Linked DNA regions of Sus scrofa: all the other regions are linked to region 1. The links are chromatin contacts, called in public Hi-C and targeted proximity ligation maps. All regions are on one chromosome and are shown on one strand. The core of a region is the stretch at or near the end of the contact, and the rest is flanking DNA. Distances in the headings are between cores, read along the strand shown.

Evidence for each region. A called contact is a pair of places that touch in the nucleus more often than the background predicts.
Region 2: a contact with region 1 is called in a targeted proximity ligation map of alveolar macrophages. A contact is called at or near these places in 2 of 5 promoter capture datasets (fetal liver and liver), 3 of 47 Hi-C or Micro-C datasets (embryonic fibroblasts, fetal skeletal muscle and liver) and 1 of 2 datasets of targeted methods (alveolar macrophages).
Region 3: a contact with region 1 is called in a Hi-C map of liver, with 9 times the contacts expected there. A contact is called at or near these places in 4 of 47 Hi-C or Micro-C datasets (embryonic fibroblasts, heart right ventricle, liver and 1 more) and 1 of 2 datasets of targeted methods (alveolar macrophages).
Region 4: a Hi-C map of liver shows a contact between it and region 1, with 5 times the contacts expected there. A contact is called at or near these places in 5 of 47 Hi-C or Micro-C datasets (heart right ventricle, liver, mesenteric adipose tissue and 1 more) and 2 of 2 datasets of targeted methods (alveolar macrophages and skeletal muscle).

The regions. Positions count from the first base shown.
Region 1 is chr3:38,951,148-38,954,742 of Sscrofa11.1, reverse strand. ZNF263 (zinc finger protein 263) reads left to right here and starts at 2,080. Exons shown (of 9, transcript XM_013995720.2): 1 at 2,080-2,292. It overlaps ZNF200 (zinc finger protein 200), which reads right to left and starts at 2,051. Exons shown (of 5, transcript XM_021088110.1): 1 at 1,856-2,051; 2 at 756-1,071; 3 at 1-37. The coding sequence starts at 1,002.
Region 2 is chr3:38,786,627-38,789,918 of Sscrofa11.1, reverse strand. ZNF597 (zinc finger protein 597) reads right to left here and starts at 1,472. Exons shown (of 7, transcript XM_013995710.2): 1 at 1-1,472. The region is part of intron 1 of NAA60 (N-alpha-acetyltransferase 60); the gene reads left to right.
Region 3 is chr3:39,087,488-39,090,667 of Sscrofa11.1, reverse strand. It overlaps ZNF213 (zinc finger protein 213), which reads left to right and starts at 1,879. Exons shown (of 6, transcript XM_013995737.2): 1 at 1,879-2,817.
Region 4 is chr3:38,752,073-38,755,512 of Sscrofa11.1, reverse strand. C3H16orf90 reads right to left here and starts at 2,058. Exons shown (of 4, transcript XM_021088380.1): 1 at 1,985-2,058; 2 at 1,582-1,736. The coding sequence starts at 2,058. It overlaps CLUAP1 (clusterin associated protein 1), which reads left to right and starts at 2,128. Exons shown (of 12, transcript NM_001245000.1): 1 at 2,128-2,217. The coding sequence starts at 2,196.

The DNA of each region.
Region 1 (3,595 bases), core at 831-3,330:
TCTCTGGGTAGAAGCTTCACTAAAGGATGAGGTTGCACTAGGGAAAAGGGAAACAATAGTTAATAGAATAGTGACTCTAATGAGGAGACTACCAACCTTGAAACCAGGCTGTCCTCATTCCTTTGATAGGTAACTCATAGCTTTTTCTGCTCCCAATAGCCCGGTCAGAGATCAAGCCACAGGGTCTTGAACCTACATGGGGTCTCCTCAATATGATGATAGAGGATGACTCCCTATGTGCATTTTAAAATTTACTACTAAAAGTTGGGGAAAGGCAAAGTCTGAAGACACCCACAGCAAACGAGTTTTCAAAATTCCACACAAGCTGAAGTTAATTCAATACTTCATCTACATTTCTTTAACCCCAAAAGATACTCCCCATTGCTCTCAGAATGTCTGGGTAAAACTACCCCTACAGAAAAGATGTACACTGTTTATCCTATGGCTTTACACACACTCAGCAAACCACTCAAGCTCCAGCTTGAAATAAAAATACTCCCTCTCCCTGGTATGTTGACTTTCTTTTTGGCTGCACCCATGGCTTGTGGAAGTTCTTGACCCAAGACACTGCAGTGACAATGCCGGATCCTTAACCCTCTGCTCCATGAGAAAACTCTAGCATGTTGACTTATTAAAATCAATTCCTTTTTTCTGACACCCACCACCCTAACTTGAATTCATTACTAACATGGAAGCCTAGCTTAGCCCCCAGTACCATGCTCTTCTCTTCTGGTGAAACAGTATGTGCTTCTTACCTGTGTTCTGAAGGTTGGAGCTCACATCCTTCATAATAACCAAGGTCTCCTTGACTTTCTGACTGGGCTGAACTAGGCTTGGCTTGGGCAAGAAGGTGAGAAAGTGCTCCAGAACCAGCTGGTGGATGGTCTTGGACCCACTAGTAGCATCTCGAAGTAGGTCTTGGCCCAGCTTGGAGTTGGGAGGAACTCTCAGAACAAAGGACCGCTTTGGCTTTGGGTGCATAGGAACCACTTTTGCAGCCATCGTGCCTTGAAATCACATGCCACAGTTGTTTCTGCAGAGCTTTGAAAGCCACTTCTTACTGGAGGTAACCTATCAGATGGCCACACACAAGAGATGAGAAAAATCACGGGTCAGGCTGCGCGTGCCTGCATCCCAGTATGTGTCTTGGGTAGTGAGGCCACGAGAGATCTAAAGGAAAGATAAGCTGCGGTAGGGAACTCACAACTGAAAGGAAGATCCCTGAACCTGATACTCTTAGCAAGGCCTCAAACGAATATACTGAGAATGAAAGCATAAGATGTCCCAACCTCAAGATTCAAACAGAAGGGAGCAATGGCATCAGGCAAATGACCAAGGGCCATCCTCCCGAGAATATGAAGTGCAAACTCCACTGGGAAGAACGGGTTAATTCATGCTGTAGAAAGAGCAAGGAACTAGAAGACAGGAAATCTGGGGTTCAAAACCGAGGGCATCTGCTTAGAAGTCAGCTTGGCCATTGAATTTGGCCTCACTGAGCCCCTGGGATCGCAGGTCCCTCAGACGCCCTTTCGGGGGTAGCTGACGGCTCAAGGGGCAAACGCAAGGCCGAGTGAGGTGTCTACAAGTAGCCTGTTAACGCCCTTCCGCCCTCGAAGCCCTGTAAGAACGGCAGGAGACAATCCAGCGGGGCCCACTGGGCCGGACCCACTCTACAGCCTCTCCCACTGGCCCAGGACAGCTCTACCGCAAAGCCCAGTTGGCGGCATTGCCTAGGGTGCGCTCCCGGCTACCTATTCCCGTCAGACTCCCCCCCTGCAATGGACCACGCTCCGCGCCTCAGCCGCCGCCTCCGCGGCCGCCTCCGCCTACTTCCCGCCCTCCCGGAGTCCCTCACCTCTGAGGTTCTGCCGCCCGTGGGCGATCGCTCGGGACAGCCCAGAGACCCAGACTCGAGAAGAAACTGGGAAACTAGGCGCGAGAGGCCAAACCCACCCCTCGCCCTTCGGAGTGTCCTCCCAACCGGCCGGCAACTATTGGTGCTCGCCGCCGTCAGTTGGGGAGGACGACGGGGACGCGATGCCTTCTGGGAGGCCGGGCGCCTCGGCAGCCGTGACGTCACGCCCGGTGCCTCGTTTCCGGCGTGGAAGCCTGGTCTCCTCGCTTGGAGCGGGCGTTCTGCGCCAGAGAAGGCGAGGCTCGAGGCCGGCGGCGGAGCTCTCAGGACGGCAGGGAGGCCGGGTTGGCAGCAGCCGCTCTATCTGCTACTGTACGGGGGCTTCAGAAAACAGAAAGCTGGCTCCAGGTCTCCGTGACAGGCTGGCACGAATCCAGGTAGGACGATGTAAACTCCAGGGGCTGGTGGGAAGTGTAGTTCGACTCCAAACAGCCAACGGGGGATTGCCAGTCGCAGCGGTTGGGGCGGAGTAGGGTCGGATCTCGACCGGAAGTGGACTGTCTCATGGACCGGAAGGTTTGCGGGGGGGTGCTGCAGTTTCCGCCGCAGCATCTCGGGTGTATCCAAATACTGCGGAGTGTGTAATGGGTCAAGACCTCTGCTGGGCCTGGGGTGTTTTTACAGCCGTCCCTTCGGGCAAGAGTGGCCCGTAGGTCAAAGCTGAGCGACGTTCCCCTCACCTGTTTGCCTACTTCTACTCTGCGGTTTGCACTGGTCATGGTTGTTGTTTGTTTTTTTTTTTTTTTTTTGCCATTTCTTGGGCCGCTCCCGCGGCATATGGAGCTTCCCAGGCTAGGGGTCCAATCGGAGCTGTAGCTGCCAGCCTACGCCAGAGCCACAGCAACGCGGGATCCGAGCCGAGTCTGCAACCTACACCACAGCTCACGGCAACACCGGATCGTTAACCCACTGAGCAAGGGCAGGGATTGAAACCGCAACCTCATGGTTCCTAGTCGGATTCGTTAACCGCTAAGCCACGACGGGAACTCCTGGTCATGTTGTTTTCTAAGAAATCCTAGTCGTCCATCTCCGTGTCGGACCTCAGTTTCAGTGTCTAGCCGGCGCCTAACAGCATCCTTTCTTTCTGTATTGTTATACTCGGTTCATTCCCTGGTAAGTCATAGATCAGGATTGGGACAACGCAAGGGCAGGGATTGCCTCATTCCTGCCTCATTTCAGGTACCTCCATGTAACACCTGCCTCAGGGAGGATGATGAAGGTGAAAATATGAATGCATCCCATTTCTTAAGGCTAACTATAGATGATTCACTGGACCATGGTTTAAAATATGTTATAAAGACACTAGTGTCAAAACTGTGTGGCAACAAAAAATTTTCCCACAGTTTTGCCACAAAAATTTTGTTGCCACACAGTTTACTTTTTAAAAAGTCAAGAATATCTCCCTTTCCAGATACCAGAGTTACTAAAAAAAAAAAAAAAAATCCAAAAAACAAAACAAGCAAAACCCTCTTTTAATCACAGCAGTGTAGTTTGAAATACGAGTAAATTGATCTGAATATATGTGGACCTTGTAAGAAAAGGTAGCATTTCAGCTTGATCCTAGCAAAAATTGTCTGTTCTTCTAGGAAAGAAGTAAGGTTCCTGTCTTCACGTACAAAAAAAAAAAAAAAAAAGGAGTTTAATAACCAATGAAAGAACAGTTAGGAGAACCATTAAGTT
Region 2 (3,292 bases), core at 223-2,722, 160 kb after region 1:
TCGTTCGTTGGCCAATCGAGCGCCTTAATGGAAGGCCCACGGCTCACTGAGCTAGCTGGGAGGTGTAGTATTCCCTCACCTTTTCCAAGTAAGTATTTCCGGTTCCGCTGCCTGGGTCTCCCCAGTGAGCTCAGTGTTGGCTGACCAGACCAGGTGCGGCGTTAGGGTGACGCCGGAGGGACGTAAAGTTTCAGGAAAGAAGGAGAGAAAGTGGACGGGGAGAATCTGGAACCCGAACGAACATGGGTACTGAAATGTGGGTCCGGCCGGTCCAAATCTTAGGTCCGGCCGGGGCGCGGGACCTAGTCTTGGCTGGAGCGGTCGGCTGTGTGTTGGGCGGACTGTGGGACCGTGGAATGTAAAAGGGTGTCTTCTGCTTGGGAATAGTTCAGGTCGGCGTAGGCCGCTTTGTTAGTCTCCGACCCAGTGTATTTTGGCTGCTTTGTGCCAGGCGACTGAAGCCTAACGGAGCCAGGTGAGGCTCAGAGCCACAGCGGACCTCAAGCGGTACTACAGCCATTGGAGTGCAGCTCAGGACGTTGTGTGTGTCTCCTAATGAACTCACATTCGACCTGCACCGTTACCAAATATTTTCAGCTTCATTGCACTGGCCGCCCTGGTGTAGGGATTTGGAATTAGAAAAGTGAGCTTCTTCCCCAGCCCTGCTGTCAATGGCCAGTACACAGCTTTGCTTTCCTCAGGTGCAAAGAGCTCAGAATGCCTCTTTTCAGAGGGTACTTTTAATGAAGTTGTCAGTTTACAGAGGTGTTTGTTTGAAAAAAACAAAAACGATAGTTACTTTAATAGAAAATTCTGAATAAGTCTCAGTATATTTCTTATTCTAGTGCCAGGCATGTTCCTGTACTTAAAAGGTTACTCCAGGAATGGTTGAATGGTTATTGAAACAGTATCCTCAGAGGTGACAAAATAAGTAGTGGGATTTGGTGGAATATCAGATTGGATAGTTTCAGCTGCAAGTAACAGAAAACCCAACAAAATGTTCAAAGGTAGGGCAGTTACAGGTTGGTTAATTCAATGATTTGGTCACCATCATGGTCCCAATACTCCCGTATTTCTCCCCTGCCGTCCTTAGCATGTTGGGGAAGGCGGCAGTGGAATCCCCATAATACATGCAGACAAGCATTGTGTCATGTACCAATCCTAGAGCAATCATTATCAAGAGGAAAAAACACTACCTACTGTAATTGGTTTGGGCCCATCATGGTTTCCCTCCAGGGGACCCACTCTCCTGACTATTTACCTGCACAAAATCAGGGCTCTGTTGGAAAAGAAAAGGAAGTAGAATAGATAGGTAACTAACGGTATCTGCCACAAGTGACATTGTGACAGCTAGACCTAGGCCTTGTGGGAGTGGATCACAAAAGAGATATCTGGGGAGTTCCCGTTGTGGCTCAGTGGTTAATGAATCCGACTAGGAACCATAAGGTTGCAGGTTCGATCTCTGGCCTTGCTCAGTGGGTTAAGGATCTGGCATTGCCATGATTTGTGGTGTAGGTTGCAGACACGGCTCGGATCCCGCATTGCTGTGGCTCTGGTATAGGCTGGTGGCTACAGCTCCGATTCGACCCCTAGCCTGGGAACCTCCATATGCTGCGGGAGCGGCCCAAGAAATGGCAAAAAAAGACAAAAAAAAAAAAAAAAAGATATCTAGAGGTCCCAGGAGGACAGAAAAAGATGCTCTGGGAGTTGCCTTTGTGGCTCTGTGGGTTAAAACCCAATTAGTGTTGGAGTTCCCGTCATGGCGCAGTGGTTAACGAATCCGACTAGGAACCATGAGGTTGCAGGTTCGATCCCTGGCCTTGCTCAGTGGATTAAGGATCCGGCGTTGCTATGAGCTGTGGTGTAGGTTGCAGACGCGGCTCGGATCCCACGTTGCTGTGGCTGTGGCGTAGGCCAGTGTCTACGGCTCCGATTAGACCCCTAGCCTGGGAATCTCCATATGCTGAGAGAGCAGTCCTAGAAAAGACAAAAACAAAACAAAACAAAACCCTATTAGTGTCCATGAATAAGCAGGTTTGATCCCTGGCCTTGCTCAGTGAGTTAAGGATCCAGCATTGCCACACGTTGTGGCGTAGTTCGCAGATGTGGCTTGGCTCTGGTGTTGCTGTGGCTGTGGTGTAGGCCCACAGCTGCAGCTCCCATTTACGCCTAACTCAGGAACTTGCATATGCTGCAAATGTTGCTCTAAAAAGCCAAAAAAAAAGGAACAAAAAGGTGCTGAAAGTAAAGGTGGAAGGACAAACTTTCCTGAAGGCTAGACCAACACCAAGGCTAAATGTTGAAGAAGCGCTAACAGCGTGATACAAGTCACCATGGAGTCACATTGCTGCTCAAGTAGTCACCCTTCCCTGCTTCCTTTGTACTTAATTTTATGCTAGTCTTATATCAGGGATGTCTCATTTAAGTTTGATTGTTGTCCCTTCCTTTGAATTCTGTTCTCATTATTACAGGTAGATAAACACAGTTTCCCATGACCAGAAATTACACTTGTGGTATTAACTCGATGGATAACCAGGAAGTTATCTCTGAAACAGGAGAGGAAACAAAATCTTCCCTACACCTCTGAATACCAAAACTAAATGAGTAGATCAAGAAAGAAGCTTGAACACTTGATCTGGCTAAAAGGAAAGAGATGAGATACAAAATCTGATAGACCAAGATCGAAAGATTAAGACTGAATTATATGCCTAATTTGATTTTTTTTTTAACCAGAGATGGTTGACCGTATATTCATTAGATGTTCAAGTGACAGTTTTTTTTTGTTTGTTTTTTTTTTTTTTTTGCTTTTTTTTTTTTAGGGCTGCACTCGTGGCATATGGAGGTTCCCAGGCTAGGGGTCAAACCAGAGCTACAGCTGCCAGCCTAACCACAGCCACAGCAATGCCAGATCCGAGCCATGTCTGTGACCTACACCATAGCTCATGGCAGCACTGGATCCTTAACCCACTGAATGAGGCCAGGGATTGAACCCACAACCTCATGATTCCTAGTTGAATTTATTTATACTGTACCACATAGGAACTCCAAAGTGACAGATTTTAATCACCCAAACTGAAAAATTCTTCTGCCACAACCTTTTGACAAGTTTCCTTTCTTTTTTTTTTTTTTGTCTTTTTGCCATTTCTTGGGCTGCTCCTGCAGCATATGGAGGTCCCCAGGCTAGGAGTCGAATCGGAGCTAGAGCCACAAAAATGCAGGATGAAATGCAGGATCCGAGCTGCATCTGCGACCTACACCACAGCTCACGGCAATGCCGGATCCGTAACCCACT
Region 3 (3,180 bases), core at 630-3,129, 140 kb before region 1:
ACGTCTGCCTCTCTTGGGACCCCTCCTGTCTCTGTGCTCACAGAGCCAACAGAGCAGTCGCAGCTCTGTTGGCTCCCAGCCCCTGAGGGATGGAATGTCTTGAACAGGACATTGGACTGAAAATAGTTATGATAGTTGGCAGTTGAGCAGCTGCCCTGTCAGGCATGGGACCAAGCATCACGTATATGTCCCCAACTGCAACTCGGAGTTTTATAGATGAGGAAGCAGGCTGAGAAGGCCAGTAACTTGCCCAAAGTCATTCAACCTGGAAGCTGGAGCTCAGGTCCAGGGCTTTTATCCTGTAAAGAATACCTCTATTTCCATGTACCCCCAATAGCTATTAATTTATTTATTTTAGGGCCACACTTGCAGCATGTGGAAGTTCGCAGGCTAGGGGTCAAATCGGAGCTACAGCTGCCAGCCTATGCCACAGCCACAGCAACACAGGATCGGAGAAGTGTCTGTGACCTACGCCACAGCTCACAGCAACGCCAGTTCCCAGACCCACTGAGGTCAGGGATCGAACCCATGTCCTCACGGATACTAGTCAGGTTTGTAACCTGCTGGGCCACAAGGGGAACTCCTCCCCCTTCAGCTTTTGATTGTCTAATTAGTGCATGACAATATGAGGCTGTCTAAAGAGTAGACAGTTCTCCTGTGGTGCAGCAGGTTAAGGATCCACTGTAGTCACTGCAGCAGCTTGGGTCACTGCTGCGGCAAAGGTTCGATCCCTGGCCCCGGAACTTCTGCATGCCACCGGCCTGGCCAAAACAGAACTAAAAAATTAGAACTGACAGACAGTAGACTTGACCTTCAGGGGTGTTGCACTCAGCTGGAGTTTGAGAGGGAAATCAGCTGGACGCCAGGGAGGTGCTGACTAGTGGGGGCCCAGGCAGGACTCAGTGGTGTCTAGGGTTGGGCTGCTGGCAGGAGTGGATTGACTGGATGGTTCTTTCTCGAAGAGGTGAGAAAAAGCAGTTTCCTCCCTTCAGCGTGTCGTCACGGCACTGGTCACTGGTCACTCAGCCAGAAATAGTGTTTCTCTGCTGGGTTCAGTGTGAGGGACTGAGGGGCTCTCGTCACATAAGGATTGCTCCCAGGAGCTTGTTATCTGATGGAGGGAAACAGGTGGGAAGGTGCTACCATGACTTGGTGGGGCTTAGCACAGAGTATTCATTTGCACAGTGGGTATTGCCTTAATTTCAGCTCCTTGGGCCATGGGCCACATCAGCTGGATGCCAGGAATCACTCAGGCCTTGAATCCCGCAGAGGGCTGTCTAGTGAGCTCCGGGGGGCCGGGGTCGTTAAAGACTTCGCTCTGAGGAGCTCAGCACAGTATCCAGTGGGAAACGGCATCCCCTTTTCATAGCACAGTGCAAAGGGATTCCAAGGGCCCCATGCATCTTCCATTTCTTAGAGATCCATCCAGAGGATGGAATAGACCCTGTCTAGAGCCTTTTTTTGTTTGTTTGTTTTTTGTCTTTTTAGGGCTGCCTGCGGCAGGTGGAAGTTCCCAGGCTAGGAGCTGAATCAGAGCTACAGCTGCTGGCTTACGCCATAGGCGCAGCAACTCTGGATCCAAGTCACATTTGCGACTTACATCACAGCCCGCATCAACTCCAGATCCTTAACCCAATGAGTGAGGTCAGGGATTGAACCTGCGTCCTCATGGATACTAGTCGTGCTCGTTATCCGCTGAGGCATGATGGGAATTCCAGGCCAGAGCGTTTTAAGAGTGGACAACAGCAGCTAAGACTGAGGAGGCAGCTCCAGCATCTTGGAAGGGCCTGGGCTGTCAGGCTGAATGGTGTTCATGATTCGGTGGGTGATGAAGCATCACTGACGGGTAGCAGGCTGGGCGGGGGTAGGGTGGGGAGGCAGAGAAGGGTTTTGGCCGTCTCTGGGGAGCTGGCGAAGAGGCTCAGAGGTGGCCTACTCCTTCCTGGCTCCTGCTCACACCTTATAGCTTCTGAAGAACACGCGCGACCTGATTCCTTGCGATTGACCTGCGCACCTGCGCCTTCTGGACTAGTAGAGGGAGGGGAAGGGGGCGGTGGTGGAAATAGTCCCTTGGGACTGCCGACCGCATCCCTGTGTGGTCGGCCCAGGTCCTGGCTGAAGGCGCGCTGCCTTCCCCGGGCCGGAGACGTGGACTGATTCAGCTCTGCTCTAGCCTGGGAAGCTCCTCCCGAGCTCGTGTGACCCCGCAGGGTGGCGAGGTCTGCAGACTCGCCGAGGCTCGCCTCACAGCCAGGATGACAGATTCCGGACGATCTCACCCCTCCCACTATGCCACCTGCCAGTCAGTGCCCTGGGAGGAGCAAGAGGGTGGGCGCCCCCAAAACGGGCCAATCATAACTGGCGTTTGTCCTCGGCTCCGTTCCCCCCCACCCCCGCCACGGTTGCCTGGCAACTCCTCGACGCTCTGGGCTTCCAAACTTTGCCTTTTCCCTTCCTTTTCCGGGCGCTGCGGAAAGAACCAACAACGCGGGCCGGCCTACCTGCTGAGTCGTCAGCCCCCGAGTCTTCAGAGCGGGCCCCGGGCCCACCACCGAGACAGCGACCCTCCTGCCTTCCTAGAGAGGCAGCGGGGAGAAGGCGAGCGCCGAGGCCAGAGCCACTTCCGGCCTCGCGCGCGGCGGAAGACCTGTTGCGCCCGGAAGAAACCCGCGGCGCTCGAACGCGAGGGCCGCGTCTGGGCTTGGTCGTGACGCCCAGGGTCCGCCGCGCCGGAGTCCTGGCCCCTGCACCTCCTGCTGGCGCTCCGGCACCTTGCGGGCCCGCCCGGTGCTGCCTGCGAGAGCCCACGCGGAGGCGGTAACGGCCTGGAAGGAGACCTGGGATCTTTTGCGGGGAGCGGGAGGAACTGAGGCAGTCAGTGCGGGGCGGGCCGGGTAGTAAAGGCGAGGAAACGTTAAATAGACGCTTCACCGCCTTCACTCATTCATTTTTCAATATAAATGCCTGCGTTCCAGGTCTTTTGCTAGATATTGAGGGATAAGCGATGAAAAATCTGACAAGATCCATGCCCTCATGGGTTGAGCTCCAGTGAGGGAGGCGGACGTAAATGACACATTAATTTAAAGTGGTGACAGACGGGGGAAGCAGTGGAGAATGTTAGGAATTGATTGTCCAAGGACGGAACGCTGAGACTTGAATGACGGGAAGGATTTCAGGGTA
Region 4 (3,440 bases), core at 809-3,308, 200 kb after region 1:
TGGGTGTACCACAGGGGTTTATCCATTCATAAACTGAGGGACACTTGAGTGGCTTCTGGTTTGGGGCGATTATAAATAAAGCTGCTCTCAATATTTGTGTACAGATTTTTTGTGTGAACATAAATTCTCATTTCTCTTGGGCAAATACCTGAGAGTGGTATTGCGGAGCTGTATGTTACATGTATATTTAACTTTATTAAGAAACAACCTGTCGGGGGCGACATGGGGGCTCATTGTTACAATGGCTCTTTCTGCTGACCCACGAAACGGACCGCCTTGCTCAAGCGACATCCTGTTTTCACCACTGGTGCCGACTTTCCCCAGATGACGAGACCCCCCTACCGTGGGACACCACACACCTCCAGCTTTCTCAGGATTACAAGACCCCCCCCTACGGTGAGACACCACCAACTTTGTCACGACTATGTGACCATAGAGTCCAGCTGCAGGCAAAAGATAAACTAACCTCCCTTCGCCTCAGGGAATCCAGTTTCCCATCCAAGGGGCATAAGAAGGCCCCAAAAGAAGGGCAGGGGGCTGGCTCTTCTCAAGGGTCCGTCACCCTCTCCCTTTCCCCTCTAATAAATTTTCTTCTCTTTGTCTGAACACCCGGCTTGTTCTCTTTCTCCGCACTCGCCTTACACTACCAACTGTTTTCCAAAGTGGATGTACAGTTTCACGTTCCCACCAACACTGTAGGAAGGGCCAAGTCCCTCCACATCCTTTCAGACCCTTAACTGTCAGGGCTTTCGTTGTACTTGGTTGTTATTTTAGCTGTTCTCAAACTACCCAGTGATATCTTGTGGTTTAATATACATTTCTCTAACGACTAATAATCTTGAGTATCTTTTCCTTTGCTTATTATTTGTAATGAAATGAAATTCATATTTTTTTTTCTTTTTAGAGCTGCGCCCATGGCATATGGAAGTTCCCAGACTAGGGGTCGAATTGGAGCTGCAGTTGTCAGCCTACACACCACAGCCACATTAACGTGGGATACCAAGGGCGTCTGCCACCTGCACCGCAGCTCATGGAAACATCAGATCTTTAACCCACTGAGCAAGGCCAGGGATCGAACCCGCATCCTTGTGGATAGTAGTCAGATTCGTTTCTGCTGCACCATAATGGGAACTCCCTGGATAAGGTTTATTTATTTATTTATTTAAGGATGATGTTTTTGTTTAACCCAGTCACGAACCTTTCACCTCTAAGTTTTCTTCTAGAAAAGCTATAGTTCTTGGTTTTACTCTTAAATAAGGATGGATGCTCATTTATTTGCATTCCGAATTGTTCCCAAACCATTTGTTGAAAGCTCTTTCTTTCTATCCCCTCTGAAGGTCTTCGTCACAATGACCACGCATGTATGGATCTATTTCGGAACTCCGTGCATTTATGTGTGCAACTTCACCAAAACCGATTGTGGGTTTGGCAGTCATTCCTCAGCGTCCACCCTTCTGGGATCAGCTGATTTCACCTTCCCCAGCCCTTCCTGTCACCTGTTTCCAACCGTGGCAGCCCAGCTTAGGGCAGTCCCAAGCGAGCCCGCAGCTAACCCGGCCAAGGGTCGGCGGTGCTCCTCACCCGGAGCCGCCCCCTCAAACTGGCGCACCAATAGGCTCCAGCCCGCTGAGCACACGGTTGCCAGGACAACCGCCAGCGCGCGAAGAGCCGGGCCGGCTTCCGGCCTGTCGTAAAGCTCGATCCCGCTGCGCGTGCGCAGGTAGCAGCCCGGCCCACTGTCGCCGCCCAGCGGTCAGTCCCTTCACTCAGGAGGTGCTTCATTTTACCCTCGCTAGTGAGATGCATGCTGGGTACAGGACGCAGGCGGGAGACCTGCCTCCTAACACTATCCTACATTCTGTCTAGAGCAGTTGAGGAGGAAACGAGTAGTATGTAGAGTGCCTCTCAAAGTGTCAGGCGCTTGGATGGTGCTCAGAACGTGTCAAGTCAAGGGGCCCAGACGCCATCCGGGCCAAGATCCCACGCCGGCTCCCTCAGCGTCCGGAGACGCCCCCTGCCGGCCGCCCTGTGTCCGGCGAGTGTGGAGCATGCGCACATGGCCCGACCAGGTCGCCTCCCGTCTGGATTGGCCCCGGCTACTCGCCGTCCACGCTCCCTCCGTGCGTTACTATAGAGACCCGTGAGCGCTGAGGGGCGAGCGGCGGAGACTCCGGGCTTCTCGGGACCAAAGAGACATGTCTTTCCGCGACCTCCGCAGTAAGGCAGCCTTGCCCCCGTGACCTGCGGTCCTCCTGATGCTCGGGCTCCCTCCCGCCGGGTCCCCCGTCCGAGCCCCCCCGAGGCTCGAGCGCCGGAGCTCCTCCTGGGCTTCCGCGGCTTGGGACGCCCCTGGCCCGCCTCCCGCAACCCCGGCCTGGGCGCCCCAGCCCAGTCTCACGGCCCTTTCCCAATGAGGGCAGGTTGTGTATCTGCCGCTGGCCACGTGTGGTTTGTGTGGCTGAGGAATCCAAACTTTAATTTGGTTTACTTAAAAAATGTTTTTTTTAAATTCTAAACGATTTTTTCCCCATTGTAGCTGGTTTGCAATGTTCTGTCAGTTTCCTACTATACAGCAAGGTGACCCAGTCACACACACACATATACATTCTTGGTTTACTTTAAACTGATTTATACAGCCAGGTGGTATAAACGTTCGCTGACGAATTGGAAAACGCTAAACCGTTTTAGAGTTGGGTTAGCATAGATCTCCGAGAAACGAACAACGAAGCCCAGGAGGGGCTGGTGACTACTAATTGCGGCTCAGATCTGCTCCTGTGGGGGGGGGGGGGTCCCTTGTTACACACCAGGTATTGTACATTCAGTGTCTTATTTTAGTCCTCATTTTAACAGTGCGGCGGGTCCTGTAGTTCCTGGATGAAATACTTTGAGGCAGAGCTGTAAAGTCGCTTGTTTTAGGCCACACAGCTACAACTCTGAAAGTAATGGGTCCAGATGTAGGATTGTGCGACTCACAGTTTCTTGGCTTTTATGCGCTGTCATTGTCTCACCCTGAAGCAGTTCAGTCAAATGGCTCCACGTGCATGGCTCTAGCAGGTGACTGCCAATTTGGTGTGATCTGAGGGGCTTAAGGCCAATTTTGTAACCAAATTGCTGGTGCCTGAAATGTTCCCATTAAAGATGAGTCCTTTCAGTTGTGAATTGTTCTTTTTCTGTAACGTAAATATACAGAAAGAGACAGGAGATTTTATTGATGCCTCCTGCTAGCTCTACTGTTTGAATCTATGCCCTCAGGGATGGGGAGGTTCTTGGTGACGCTCTATGGTAGACCATTGTAGAGACGGTTCTCTTCCCTCATAGTTGAGGGTGGCCAGTATTCTGCTAGGGGACCCTGAACAGAGCTGTATTTGGAAAAGTGTACGAGAAGGAGATTTCTGAACATTCTGACCTTAAACAGTGTACAATTAAGCAGTTCATGTTAA